Regions from separate parts of the Anser cygnoides genome. Here region 1 is linked to region 2. A link is a contact called in public Hi-C data. All regions are on one chromosome and are shown on one strand. Each heading gives the region's core, a stretch centred on a gene start, on an enhancer-like site or on the middle of the called end of the contact. The rest is flanking DNA. Distances are from core to core; before and after follow the strand shown. Region 1 has its middle 11 kb from the start of HERC2. Region 2 overlaps JADE3 (jade family PHD finger 3).

The links. A called contact is a pair of places that touch in the nucleus more often than the background predicts.
Region 1: a contact with region 2 is called in a Hi-C map of liver, with 14 times the contacts expected there. The contact joins two enhancer-like sites. A contact is called at or near these places in 2 of 7 Hi-C or Micro-C datasets (both in liver).

The regions. Positions count from the first base shown.
Region 1 is chr1:139,959,131-139,966,297 of Taihu_goose_T2T_genome, forward strand. No RefSeq gene overlaps it. Among named protein-coding and RNA genes, the nearest start is that of HERC2, 11 kb to the right of the region's middle. Within about 2 kb of position 2,316, at least 2 of the 3 cell types and tissues checked have open chromatin away from gene starts, as enhancers often do. A contact at or near this core is called in liver, where this site is marked.
Region 2 is chr1:139,592,519-139,600,032 of Taihu_goose_T2T_genome, forward strand. It overlaps JADE3 (jade family PHD finger 3), which reads right to left. Exons shown (of 11, transcript XM_066983254.1): 10 at 6,077-6,194; 11 at 1,149-4,568. The coding sequence ends at 3,667. Among named protein-coding and RNA genes, the nearest start is that of PLCXD1, 50 kb to the left of the region's middle. Within about 2 kb of position 2,048, at least 1 of the 3 cell types and tissues checked has open chromatin away from gene starts, as enhancers often do. A contact at or near this core is called in liver, where this site is marked.

The sequences.
Region 1 (7,167 bases), core at 1,066-3,565, 370 kb after region 2:
CTTTGCTGACATGACAAATCTGATAAAAGTAATCGTATATGTTTAATAAACTTAGCTTTCCTAAGATGTTTGACTTTGTTATGACCAGAAAATACTTCTGTACAGCATTAGACAAGTACATACCAGGTAAAAATAACTGTGGTGCAGCTGAGAGATATCAAGATCACTAACGTACACTAATTCAGCTGTCCTTGTGGAGTCACTGAATAGACGTGCTCCCAGTGGGGCTCTGCGCTGTTCCCACAGGGCAGGTAATGAAGGCAAAATGCCCTGCTCTCACCATTCAGAGAAACCTGCACCGTCAGGTAATCTGGGTTTTGTCAAATTTGGCCAAAGAGAAAGGACGGCCAATTACCACTTGCAGGATGGGGGTGGGAGCTGGGGAAGAAGAGGAAGGGGAGGTATATCTTCAAAGGCAACTTGCTGTGAGCAGGATTAGGCACCTTAGTGGACAAGCACCTGCACATGCAATCTTGGTATGCCAGAGTAAAGAGGAGTTATGGAAGTAGGTAATGGGAGACAAAATAGCATCTCTGTATGAGGCCCTGCATATAGCATACTGAAACGGGATGCGTAGTTCTGCTCATAATGTTTTAAAAGCATGATGAAAAGCTTGTGATGTATCTTGTAAATTACTTGAGAGATAAAAGAAAATGTCCGAGACTGAACAACTTCAATAGCTTAGTTTCCATCTCAGCAGGCAATCAAGGGGTGATTTGTTCAAAACCAACATTCCCTTCCTCCATGGGGAGGAGGTACTGGTGTTTTTCAGTTCAGTGGGGAAAAACAAAACAAAACAAAACGACAACAACAACAAAAACAAAAGCACAGCAAGACTGAATAGTTCCTAGTTAGAAAGAAGAGCATGTCTTTGATTTTGCTTAGCAGTGGTGATGAACTGCTGAGCGAACTCCCAAGGGCAGTAATGGAAGAACTGTTCAGGGAGCAGCAGCCATGAACAGCTCCGTAAAGGAAGGGGAGCCGGGTGTGCCAGCAGGACAGGCAGGGTGGTCACCTTACTGACAAGGGGTGCAGTCCCACGTTAGGGTGACCAGGTTTATCCAACAGTCCAGATCACCGGACAAGTCCATAGCGGTGAGTCAGGTCTGAGGTCAAGCCTGGAAGTCAAGACAAATTCAGGGTGGGTACCTGATTTCAACATGTCAGATATTGTGGAACTGCTGTGAAGCTTAGACCGAAGGTGTCACCAAGAAATCGCCTCCTTTGAGGGGTTTATTACAGTTCTGATCAAAGGCTGGACAGCTGCAATACAGATTAGCCCGAAGCCCAAGCAGCCAAATCCCAGGAGCTGGGGGAGGATTCCCCTTATAGATCTTTGTCTTTTGATGGCTTCACATTTAGGGTTCATATTTTATGTCATCCACATTCGATCCCCAATAAAATAAAATAAATAATAAATAAATTATATTTAAAATTTTACAGCCTATGCTATACTGAAGAATAGACTGGGGGATATAATCTGAAATTATGGCCATGGCCCTTTCTATTAAAAAAACAAAAGGTGAATATTTCAGCTGCTTTTTTTTTTTTTTTTTTTTCTATCATGGTGAGGCCTAAGAACTCTTATATAAGAAGGGCATTGAATCAATCACTTAAGTGGGGTCCCCATCCCCAGACCTCTTACATGCTTGAAGTTAAGGAAGGCTTTTGTGATTATAGTGGAAACATCCTGGTTTCATCACAATGGGAAGCCCCTCAGTGTCTTAGAAATTAACAGGCCTTTAGCAATTTATATCTATTTCATATATTTTTCTTTTAACTACTGCAGTGTAATTCCACCTCTAAATATATAGGTAAGGTTCTGGAAATAAGAATCTGATTACTTGTAATGTGTCCAGCTGTTGCTGCAGCTCCTAACATCTTTCTTCTGTCCAGCCGCGGTAGAGCAGGCAATAACCACTCTCTCCTGTCCTTGATCTCTGCAATGCCCGGGGTCGAGCGAAGTGGATGAGTTCCAAAATACGCAAAGCTGTTAACCCCAGTTGTTGAGCAGTTTCAAATGCAATGGTTGCATAAATCTCTGGCACTTCTCCCAGGCATCGATCCTGTACTCCAATAAGCCTATTTGAGAGCCGGAGAGGGTTTTTTTTCAAGTTCATTGAGATCATCTGGGATTTTTCTCAGAATATTTTTGCACACTGTGATAACATGGTGTGCTTAAAACTTGTAGCAGTCCAGATGTGGTCTCGGACTCGGCCATCTGGCTGCTGCAGCTCAGAAATCTTTAATTGATTCTTGTCAAAGTGCTCTGGAGGTCATTCATCTGCTTACGCAGTGTACTGTAAATGCTGGTGAATGTTTTTAGCGATCTAAGTAATTTATGAGAGGTTCTGTTCAAAATATGCGGCGGTAAAACTGTTCCAGACTTAGCCATGACACAGCAGTACCTGCAGGATGGGAGATGCAGTGTTTGAATGATGTGATTTGTGAAGGCAAGGTCTATAAGCACCTCTTCCAAGTAGGTAGTGGTCAAACAGCTGGCTACCATCCAGCTTTTCCTGCAGGAGTTTTGGCCGTGCTGTTTAGTTCCAATTTTCAGTTTTCCTTTGTGCTATTTCGATGGTCACTGCACTGAAACTGCTCTTCTGTACTTTTCTTAGCTTTGTTGGTACACTCTGGTAATACATCAGCTTCTGAATGTATTTCAGAATAAATGTTTACATTAATGTTTGCAAAACAAAATAGGAAAAAAAAATAGACACTTTCTAGTTTGGAACTGCACCATATTGAAAGAAAAAAATCATACAGAAATTGACCGATAGATTTGAAGTCCACAACAAAGTGCTATACATGATGATAATAGTAAATAGTGATGATAATAGTAAAGCTTGTGTGGTCTGCATAGCGTTCAAAAAGACTTAGCTGAAAAACAGAAGATCAGGACTGCTCAAGAATTGTGATCTTTAACTTATGGGGGAATTCTGTTATAAACTTAAGATGGCTATGCAAGATGCTTTCGTTATAAATGGTGCTGATCAGTCCAAAAAATGGGTTGTTTGCTGCTTTATTTACCAGTCGGCTTGTGAATGGAGATTAACTGTAGACCATTTGTCATTTGTTCTTATGCAAGGAGTAGATGTGTCAAGGAAATTCATGGGGTACTGCTGACAGCTAACTTTGAATGTAATATTTGTGTAACACAGACAAAAATGCCTTAACATGTAAAATCATATTTACTCTGTATCACCGGCAGAGTTCTGAAACAAGGCTCTGAAAGCCTAAATAGCAGAGCTGTACTAATACATGCAAAACAACTTTCATTCGCAGAGTTAGTTGTTTTGTACTCTTTCCATTCCTCTTCTTCTTTATTTTGCTGTTGTACTATTTTAGACATATTAAAATTAGTGAAGTGTTAATTTTTATTGCTGTTATAGGATGGACATTTAATGCTTTAAGGGTTAATTCTGACTTAATTTAGCCCAGCAGCAGCCCTTTCCAGATAAATGAATCTAACAAGACTGTCATTTAGATTTAATATCAGGAGCTATTTGCCAGTGAAGTAAGGCAAAGCATTACTCAGGGTCTATCCAAATTGTTTGTCTTCATGATCGCTGTAATCTAAAATACATCCAAATTACCAGAGAATAGTTTAGTAATACAAAAGGAGCTGTAGAAGAACCGGGGCTAAAATTCTTTTTTTTTTTTTTTTGTATTAGAGCAGTGAAATATTAAAGCTACATCAATGCCCTTGTCACTACTAAAATTTCACTTGAACAGAGTGTAGTGTCAGCAATCAGCAAATCTTTGCTGTATGCAGAGGCATCAGTGATGTGTTAGCTGCTGAAATGGTATCTGTTAGTATAAATGCAAATCTTCAAAACTTCTGCCCTTAATTAGTTTTTACCACTCAAAGTATCATCTGTGAAGCCACTTATGCCACTTAGGCTTGTTAGCTGAAGGTCATTGATCTTATAAAGAGATAAGATGTTGGCTGCTGTTGGCTGCATTGACCTCTGTCAGGCACGTCAACTTGCAGCTAAGTGTGTAACTCTTCCACAGAACAGCAAAGGATGCTAAAATCAGATCTAAAGTACAAGTTCATTCAAAATGATGATGATAATTAAAACTTGCACTGATTTCTGAGCCTGTATATGTATGTGCAGCACCTCCTACCTTACTATTCTTGTTTTCAGTAGGGGATTGACAGAGAGGTGAGGATATTACCTCAGCATTGTCTCCGCTACTCCAGACAATCTGTAAAGGCTGAAAAATCAGGGCACGAGTGGGTCGATGTGCAGCACCATGGGTGTGGGTAGGCCTTTTTAACTCTTGCCTTTTGCTTCCAGTTCAGTCCATTTGCCTTCACCCCACGACAGCTAAGCTTCATATCAACTTCTCTGAGCTGTGGTGTTTTTTCCCCACTGTGCCGTATGGTGGAGGAACGCCCTGAACTTCACAGCAGGACCTAAGGGGACGTTATCTTCTTGGACTGTGGTCTGAGCAACTCCTGTGTCTGCTACCCAGGAGGACAAATAGCAGGAAATTACTATTAATTTCACAGTTAATGAATAACGCAAATAGACACCAGGCTCTTTGCAGCCTCCTTTTGTATCCAAAGACAGAATGAAGCAAATAAGTAGGATAACTGCAAGGAACAAGCTGCACTGCTGTGGCTATAGGATTAAAGGATGTGATTTTTCCCCAAGAGGATCCCAAGTGGAGCGAGTAACTGCTTTGTTATCCAGGCTGTCATCTTGTATTTTGGAATTAATTTTTCCTAACTTGCTTTTTAGGTACATATGAAATACTTTATCCTAGCTTGTTATTTTGCTATTAAACAATGAAAACTTACCGTGAGAAGAAGCAATGCACTTGTGTTGCTATTTTTGCTGTGGTGGCGTGGGTTAATAAAATTTGTTTAAACTTGGGTAGCATAAACTCTCTGCTGGAAAACTATTCTGATGCTTCAGGGAAGATTTAGTGACAGTTTTGAGCTACCAATTTCTGACCAGAAAATTCTACTGTGAAACAAACAAACACATAAAATGTGAACTACGTCTAGTTTGTAATTTCCTGTGAGTAAGCCAGGTCTAACATAATGTAACAGGACTGGCATAGCTGGAGTGAGTGGAGATGATTTATTAACAGAATTGATTGTAGAAATGAGATTGGAGTCCTGTGACCTTCCTTCTTTAAACAAACAAACAAATAAAAAAATGCCTATTTTTTCTTAAAGGTCACTGAGAGAGCCACGTCAGGATTTTACTCTCAACACCATCAGTGTAATTCCGTTCTTTCAGCCTGACACTCTTGCTCCACAACTCACTTCGCCATCTTTCTTTACTGTGGATGAGATGCCTGCATTTCTGAGTGTGATTCCTCCATCTTGCTGAGGGTGGAATGAGCGGCATTTGAGGTGTTTATTCCTTGCCACTGGCAGTAGATGTAGTCCAAGGAACTAGCCTAGAACAGCTGATACTAGCCTCAGTCAATGCTGTATTTTAAAATAGCATAAGTGGGAGAAGTATTGAGGGTCACTGATTATAATAAAAAGAGTATGCTCTGCAGGGTTGTTTCTGATAGTTTTCTATTTTAGATGTGCAATCCTGGTGACCCCCCTCCAATTACATCTAGTATGTACCACTGTAAATCAGTTATATCTGATTTACTCGACATCAAACTTTGTGCCTGCCATTGTATTGCCCAGATAAGAAGTAAAGGCAACCACAGATTTCAGATGGGACTGGGAGCTGCCTGTTCTCAAAACAGGAAGGAAGCTTGAGTAACTCATAAAAGTCAAGGGATCTTTTCACCTACAAAAAGTTATTTATTAATAACATATCGATAAAAAACTTCATTGATGTCAGCCTCAGAACTAGCTTGTTTTAAATGTGCCAGGCTGTAAACTAGATTTACCTTTTGGATCTGGTTTCAAGCATAGTATATTAGCTCCAAAGACAGCTCCCATTTTCTCAGCTCCTCTTGAGGCTATGTTAATAAATACCACTATAAAAGAGAAAAGAGGATATAGAAGTGAAAAGAATTTAGATGCCATCAGTAATGGAGAAAGGTTGATGGTATGAGTGGAAAAGGCTAAAAACTTTATAAAACATTGATATCTCAAATGTATTATGTTGAAAGCTAGAATCCATCTGGGACAGATATAGGAACAAGAATCACACTCTTTCGGGGGAGGAGTGTGGGGGGGAAGATCTGCCTTCATTGTTTTAAAATGCATGTGGGGCCAAAACTACATGCATATAGTAGGGGCTGTTGTGTGAGGGGCAGAGATCCTATAGGAGAAGGTCCCTAAACTTTACGATAAAGCTGGAGTCTTACCATCACAGCACAGACATCACAGCTTTACATCATACCAGTCAGTCAACTTTATAGAAAAGGTTTCATAAATGTTTATTAAAATCTTATTTACTGTCTGCAAATGGACTAGAAATTCAAAATTGGTAGGGAAGAGAAGATTCATAACAGCTCATTTCCCAGTGTTGCAGTTTTCATGGCTATAATATTCTTCAAAGTGTTATGAACAAGGTAAGATGAAAAAGACTTTCAAGGTCTAATTTTTCAAAAATACTGATCATTGAGATGATGCAGTAACAGAGTGTAGAGACAAAACTGTGATCAGGTTGAGAAATAAGAAAAAACTACTGCTCTGAAGAAAGCATTAAGAGCTGGGTACAACCACTATATAGGACTTAGCAGTGTTAATGCTCTCATCCCAAAGCAGAAGAAAACCAGGTGTGAATGCTGTTGGTTGCAACACTTGGTTGTGTTTGCTCCGAACATAAAATACCACAAATGCAACAGAGGCTAGTGTAGGAACAAGCCGAAGCACACACTGTCTTGGTGGACTGTTTTCCTTCCTATTTGAACTAATTACTTCATTTTAGACCATTCACGCTGTTGGCATCCCCTTAGGGTGCAAACCACATTAGCATGTCTGAAATATCATGTGATTCTCCTTCAAGGATAAAATACTTTCTGAAATTGTAATAAATGCTGTGGGATTGGAAAAACAGACTAGAAGGAACAAAGTCTCCCTTTATAATTGGAACATTAGAGAAACACAACAGAGATTGTCCACGACCGTTCGTATACATCTGAGGAAAGGGAGTTGTGTTCGGTTTCCTGATTCATAAGCCAAGTAGATTGCTGGTGCTTTGGGTTCATATTCATTTTATGTATTAAGGA
Region 2 (7,514 bases), core at 798-3,297:
TTTTGGACAAAGACAAACCCAAAGAAGATGGTGTTGGGAATTACCATACAGACCTTGTAAGAACACAAACTTGTAAGAATTTGGCCTTAACCAGACTTATGCGGCTGTCTGCAACTTTTCTGTAAAGACTGTGCAAACCAGCAGCAGCTGTTTCCAAAGGAAACAAACAGGGGTACAGATTTACTTCCTTGGCTCCGTCTTTTTCCCACATCCCAGGCACAAGCAGACTGCTCTCAAAGGAGATGGGAGACCACCAGTCACAGTCACTGAAAGGAGATTTTAGGGAAGGAGAAATCCTGGTCCTGAAAAACAGCTGGCAATCCATCACTTACGGCTTCTTCCTCATGCTGGTTTTTTAACCCCCTCTCTTCCATATGCTCCTTTAGTGCCCTTTCCCTCTGGTTTTCTTTCCAGCCAAGGACTTGCCGCCCTGTTTCACTCAGCCCCACACGTGCATCACAACGCCCTAGCCCTCCTGAGGGCGGCTGGCCAGAGCAGGATGGATGTTATCAGCAGGGTTGTGCAGCTCCACCCGCTCCTCACTCTCCATCCTTGCTTTTGCTGCCTTCTTTTGCTTCCTCCCCAGCTCCCGGGCAGGCAGCAGCACGGTATATCACAGCACCGGCCTGTGGGAGCAAGGGGAACTACAGCAACAGGTCGTGAAAAAACACCACCAACCATCAAACCCAGGAACGTGCTTGTCCTGAACCCTCCTTTACTCGGCAGTGTCAATGTCGGCCGTGCACACGTGCTGGTGTATGAGAAGCAGGGTGAGGCGGAAGGCCAGGCTGCAGCTCCCCCTCTACAGCTTGGTTTGTACAACCAGGGACAGACTGTCGTGCTACAACACGAGCAAATATATTAGAAAGTGAGAGCAGCGCAGCAAATGGTCTGTTACATTTGCTGGGCTAGGCAGAAACAAAAGCCAGGCTCGGACCATTTGCTAAACACAGCAAATCGGTGCTCACTGACTCTTCTTCGGGGAGGCTGAAGGGGAAAGGTTTTCCTTGACATTTCAACTTAAAGTATTGCCAGCTCTGCAGAAATAATTCACTCCTGATGGACACAGCACTGCTGTTAGACCCATTAGTTTAACAGCCTCCCAGACACGGAGGGTAAAGCCCTGAATAAATCACAACAAATGAAAATACTGTTAGCAGTTTCATAATTTAATGAAAAAGTACTTGTAAAAAGGGGACATCTGAAAAAGACCGAGTCCATCTTGGAAAATTGAATATATATATATTTATATATATAAAACAAAATGCAAAAACACAAAAAAAAATGACAAATAAGGTTAAGAGGTAATACTTCAAACAGTTAGCCACCGAACACACAATAAAAACTAGCAAATGCACTTTGGGGACAATACTTGAGAACTACGTAACCAAGGGCTCCTTCATATATCTATTAAAATCATGTAAAAATTAGCAAAACCATTGCCCAGGCGGGAAACAACTGAATTAATAACCCCAGAAGAGCAGAAATGCTGAGTTTTGCTGAAGCACCATTTTCCTCCCCTCCGCCATATGCTTCTGGCCACAAAATGGCATGAACGCTTTGCCAGCCTCCCACGTAAGTGTTCCCAACGCAAGCTTCATAAAATTTTGTGACCAGTAAGAGGATTACTAATAAATATCGAAGGAAAACTAAGAGAGTCAGAACTGGAATACAAATGAACAAACATTTGTTTACTTATTCTGAGTGACCCATGGCTTAGAACACAAAGCATTTCCCATTAAAATAAAATATGTGGAAACCTAAAATGCTACTGCATATTTACACCAAAAGAAATAATTTTGAAGATACAGCTCTAGAAAGACAAATTACACAAATATACATAAAATCAAGAAGTGGGGAGAAAAAAAAAAAAGAAACTGCATGAAGCAAATAGAGCAGGATTGCTAAGGATGCCGTTTCGTGTTTTTATTTCATTAAAGCCCTCCAGCCCCTGACTTGCTAGTCCTATTGCAACGAGGGAGATTTCAAAGCTTAAACCAAATCTAAAAGCGTTGTTATTTCCCAAACTAAAAGCAGTAAATTAAGATAATGGAGAAGAAAAACATGCTGTTTGGCTTCTGCATAGTCATCGTCACACTGGGTGCTGACCTTTCATTTGTAGGGAAAATGAGCCCCCATCTGAACAGAGGCGTGCGGGATGCCCTACGCAGCCCATGTCCCAGCTCAGCCGGTGACTGGGGACAGAGGATGCTGCGGATTTATGGAACGTACGGCATTTCAGAGAGGAAAAGTGCAGTTACTCTGTTGATCAACACAACACGGTCTAGAACACAAGAAATTTGTCCGCATTCAAGCAGAAATCCCAGACGAAATAAACAAACCGAAAAGGGTTTCCCCTCCCTTCTCGCTTCCTCAACAGAGGTTGAAGTTTAAACGCTGGTTAACAACTGATTTTAAAGCACGTTAAAAAAAAAGTTTTAGTTTGGGAAACAGCAACTGATCCAGAGGTTGAAAAGCAGCTTAACGTAACCATAAATTTTCAGCAATAAAAAAAACATACTCCAAATGATGACTGGCTAAAATTTCACAGGCCTAGATGCCAGAAGTGAGGCTCCTAAGCCCACATTGAGGCAGCTAGGGTTGAAAATTCGTGCCTAAATAAAAAATTCAGGCAAAATTATTTCTAATTCATCTAATTTTAAAAACACCAGGTACAAACACCTCCGGATGTGAAATTTCAGTTTCAAGAGGAACCTGGCATCACCGGTGATTGCCTAAATGTAAGTGTCAAATAGCATTTTTCTTTGAAGTAGTACATCTACTTTTGTAAACACTATCCACAAAATTAGCCATCTGTACTTGTTAGCTGGGTAAAATATTTACAAGTGCATCCCACAACAAGCAACTATGTACAGAGATTAAAAAAAATGAAGTACTAGAAGTTGTATATTTACAAAATAAGCAAATAATTGCGAAGAGAAACACGACCTTCAGCAAGAGCAGGGACCGGGGGCACGTCTAGAGGTCAGTGAGTTTGGCAGCGCCAGCGACGCCGGCTTCCACCCTCCGCGAGGAGCCCGCAAACGCCACCGCCGTTCGAGGCCCCGCGCGGAAGGGGCCGTCGCCTAGTAGTCGCTTTGGGCCTGATCCAGCAGAGCGCTTGGGCACGGGCTGGGCCACCCGAGGGAAAGCAGCAGGGTTTTTCATGCGCTCAGCTTTCTCGCGCGTCCCCAAGTGCCTTGCTGGATCAACGCCACGCGGCAGGTGCTGTAAGGACGCGGTTTTAGCGTCTCCGTCTGCAGCCCCCTGCAGCGCGCTCGAGCAATGCAAGGACTCCTCTATTACCTGTCCAGCGCCACACGGCTGACATAGCGTGAGCACCTTGCCTCGCACGCACGCTGGCAAGGAGGAAGCAGTTTCCTGAATTTACGCCAGGCCCAACCGCCTCACGCTTCCCCAGATGTTAACCTCTAATAAACCCCGTCCATTTCTACGCGACTCTGCAGTAACTCGGTTAGCCTCGCGAAGGCTGCAAGCCAATTCACAGTTGAACAAAACGACTCCCATTGCTCCGTCCTCCCCCATCCCCTCCTGCAGTTCTTCCTGTCGTAGGTCCTGTACTGGTTTCTGGAACCTGTTGATGCTGAGCTTTGCACTGGTACACCGGAATACATAAAGGCTGAGTTACCCCGCGGGGGCTTCTAATCACCTTTGTACCGAACCGTGAGAAATCATATTCTTTTTGTTTCTACTGTGACAATCTCTTCCGAAGTCCTTACTTGGGCTTTCTCTCTCCGAGCTACTCCGTCGTAACCTCACTTGCTCTTTATTTTCGTCACTTTCTGCTTCAGAGTCACTCAGCTCTAAGTCGGGACAGTACCCGTCGTTGTCCTGGTACGGAGCACCTTCGAGCGTCTGCTTGCTCCACAAGCGCTCTTTCGTCGCGAGTCTTCTCGTTGGCTTTTCACAGCACCGGAGATCTTCCGTGGTCCTCACCAGACTGTTGGTAGCCTCTTTGAAGGACCGGCTAAAATGTTCCATGGTGGATTTCCTGAAGCCGCTCTGGCTGGCCAAATGAGCTGCGAGCACGGACTCCTGCTCGTAGGGCGTCTGGCTGGAGCTGTCCCTCTGGCTCACGTCCCCAGCCCTGCCCAGCATCAGCCCGTTGGACTTGGCCGCCAGCCGCGAGTTCTCCTGCTGCGCCCGCCCGTTCCCGATGGAAGCCTGTCCGTGCAGGGCCGCCTGCAGCGCCAGGGGCTTCCCGGACGGCTGGCCCCGGTGAAACTCCGGCACCTGCACGGGGCCGGAATCCTTCGCCTCGCCGCGAGGCTTGCCGATCCCCGCCGTGACAAGCAACCCGTTGCTTCTGCTGTCGTGCTGATACCTGGAGTACGATTTCGCTTTGATTTCGTAGGGTTCCTTTGACATCGGCACGCTCCTTTTGCTGTACACAGTGCTGTTGTTGTCAGGAGAGAGCGGTCTGTTGCCAGGCTTCAGCGAGTTATTTTTGCAATCTCCTAGTGCTGATTTGGGCATTTTTAACTTCAGGGTGATCCTGGGAGGTGGGTAGAACAGTGTGTTCTCTAGTGCACTTGTCAGGGTGTGGCCTGTATGAGAGAAAGATGAGGGAGCAGAAGAAGAGAAGACTTTTAAAAAAGAGGGTAATCATACTGTCACCTGTAGAGTTTTATAGTGCATTAAAAGGTTATTCAGCAGTAAGAAGCATCTGCAAACAATTAGTGTGAAATTATTTTAGGACATTGCAGACAAGTCAGAATAATGAAGACTGCTCCAAATTGTCTACCATTTCAAAATTTAGGTAAGCATTTTAGCATTTCGATTAAAAAAACAACAGCGTGCCCTTTTACAGGGCTTTAAGCCAGTGAATTGAACCAGCTTCGAGACATGACAGAAGTAGTTCCAACAAAGCTATAAAAAAGGTTCACATTCAGCTTTGGATAGAGAAGAAACAATGCTTCAAACTGAGTTGCAGTTTGGACTTGGTTCAGCTCTGCTTTGTATTCTAAAATTCTCTATGCTTTAGAAGTCTTTTCACTCTGATGTGTGAGTCTTTATTATATTGTACACACACATTGCCATTGCAAAATATCTCTCAAAATATTTTACTAAGTTTTAAAAAAAGCACTTGGTTTTGTAAAGACGTAAATTTAGTACACATTTCTCATAAAATTTATTTACACAAAATCAAAGTGCTGCAGAGTACTGCTGCTCCCGCAAAGAGCTAGTCTGATCTAAACCAGCTGAAAAACAACAAACAAACAAAACCCACCACCTTGTCAGTACTAATGAAACTTATCCATGTTTCAGGGGTAGACAGAAAACCACAATGGCTTCACTCTAAATTGGTTACGAAAAACACAGTGTGTATCTTGAATGAACATCAAGATCATTATTTCACAATTGCAGAAATAGTTGACTTCCCAATTAAGAAAAAAAAAAAAAGCAATTGCACTGTAACATATACTATTCCTCTTTCCAAATGTTGTGTTCCTCATTTCAGGGCACAATTTTAGTAAAAATTAAGGGCAGAGTTGGTTTCGGTACATCAACATTCCAAAACAGTTACTGCTCGCTGTTAAAAACCAGAGTGCTTAGGCTCTTTTTGAAGGAAGGGACAGTAACTGAGATCACAAGCTAAGAAATGCCCCTTCATGTTGCTCATCAAGTATTCAAGGCAACACGAGAACAGCCATTCCTATCAGTCACTCTTCTCTTTTGCCTGAGGAAATTAACTACAGCAAGCAAAAGAACTTCTCGGTGGGAGAGCAGAGCTTGCTGTGAGGAAACAGCACCATAAAACAGCAGCCCAAAGAAGCAAAAACCTAGAGATCACCATCAGCTCATTTCTGCTATGCGGATTCCACAGTGATTGATAACTTATAGGCATATGCCCAAGAATGAAAGATCCAAGTTAAGATGTTAAAACATTAAAGTCTTTCGTGGATGTTGGTAGTTTCATTGACTGAATATTTGAAGACAATTTTTAAGGCAGCTCTCAAATGTTAAAACACTACGCAAGAACATAATGAGAACACAGAATTTTCTAGTTTATACACAGTTATAATTTGTACATATTTTACACTTCTGTGATTACCTGCAGCAATTTCCTGATTAATGAGCTGGACTTGCAAATTGAAGACCTGTTCATGTACTTTACTGTGAGACAACTTCAGTTTCTCTCTCCTGCTTACCATGTAGCAGAGATTTCTTACCTACCGAGAAATAATAAGAGACTTAGCATCAAATTAAAAAAAAAAAAAATCTGTCGGAAAAAAAATGTATCCACAACAGAATTATAAACATTTTATGAGCAATATCCCTTGGCAAATATCTCATGAATGATACTAAACATATGTAACCATGAATTTAAAACAAATCCTGAATTTTTTTAATTACCAGTTTAATGAACGTCTTGAACGTATTCTGCAAGACAGCAGAATGTGTTTTCACCTACGAGAACAGTAAGCAAACAAAATGCTAGTCAAAAGAAAAAGCACGTAATCTCTAAGACTTGCTTGTTGGTAAGCCTACTTCAGCCGCACGCTATGTTGGGGACGTTACTGCAGTCAGTACTCCAGTCTCCTGGAATTTCCTTGTGAAATTCTTTACAGAATGATTTTCAAGAGCTAAACTAAGTTTGTTTCTCCTAGAATTACTGCAACATTTGAAAGTATACCTTTTTACAAAGCTACCCAATAGAGCTGGCTAGTTTAGACCATAATTAACACATAGATCACCCCTAAAAGAACACTGCAGCTTCTCGTGACTTTCACACATTTGGCTGATGCATTTAGCAGTTTATTTTCAGACTGCATGGCAGATCCACATAGTTCTACTTTCACTACTTGTTTGAATTAACAGCAGTATTTCCACCTCGTGTAAGGAAAACAGGAAGAGGCACTGCAAGTTTGTAATACTGACCCGAAAGAGCAGGCACAACACAGAATAAACATAGGGGCTGGCTGAATGATATCTGCCAAGCGTACTTCCCCGAACACCTAACTTCAGCTGTTCAGAAACTGGAACCTCTCTCCCGATGAAGGAAATTCCAAAATTCCCAAATTTATTTTCATCCCAAGACATAACTGAACTGGAAATTTTGTGACACAAGTCGTTCAGAAACTCCGAAAGACATTTCAAACTGTGAAGCACTTCTACTCCATGTAAGTGCATCAATTTCAGCACAATTAGACGCAAACCAACCACTCTTTGAACACAAGGAAAAGCTTGAAATGCTTTCTTGAAAGAGAAAAACAAAAACAAAACAACAACAAAAAAACCACCACCAAACCCTCCATTCAAAGCTTTTTTTTTTTTTTTTTTTTTTTTTTTTTTTTTTTTAAAAATAAGGACCCACATTTGAAGTCCTGGAAAAAGAGATCCAAGCTTGAATACGCCTTAGATTCACTACCCATCTCTAAGCTCTTGCAAACTACAGGTGATCAGCAGCCCCAGGTGGCAACAAGCCTGGCTTCCTCCGCCGCCAGCTGCCAGAAGGCGGCACTCTGTGGGGCTGCCAGAAGAAATACCTA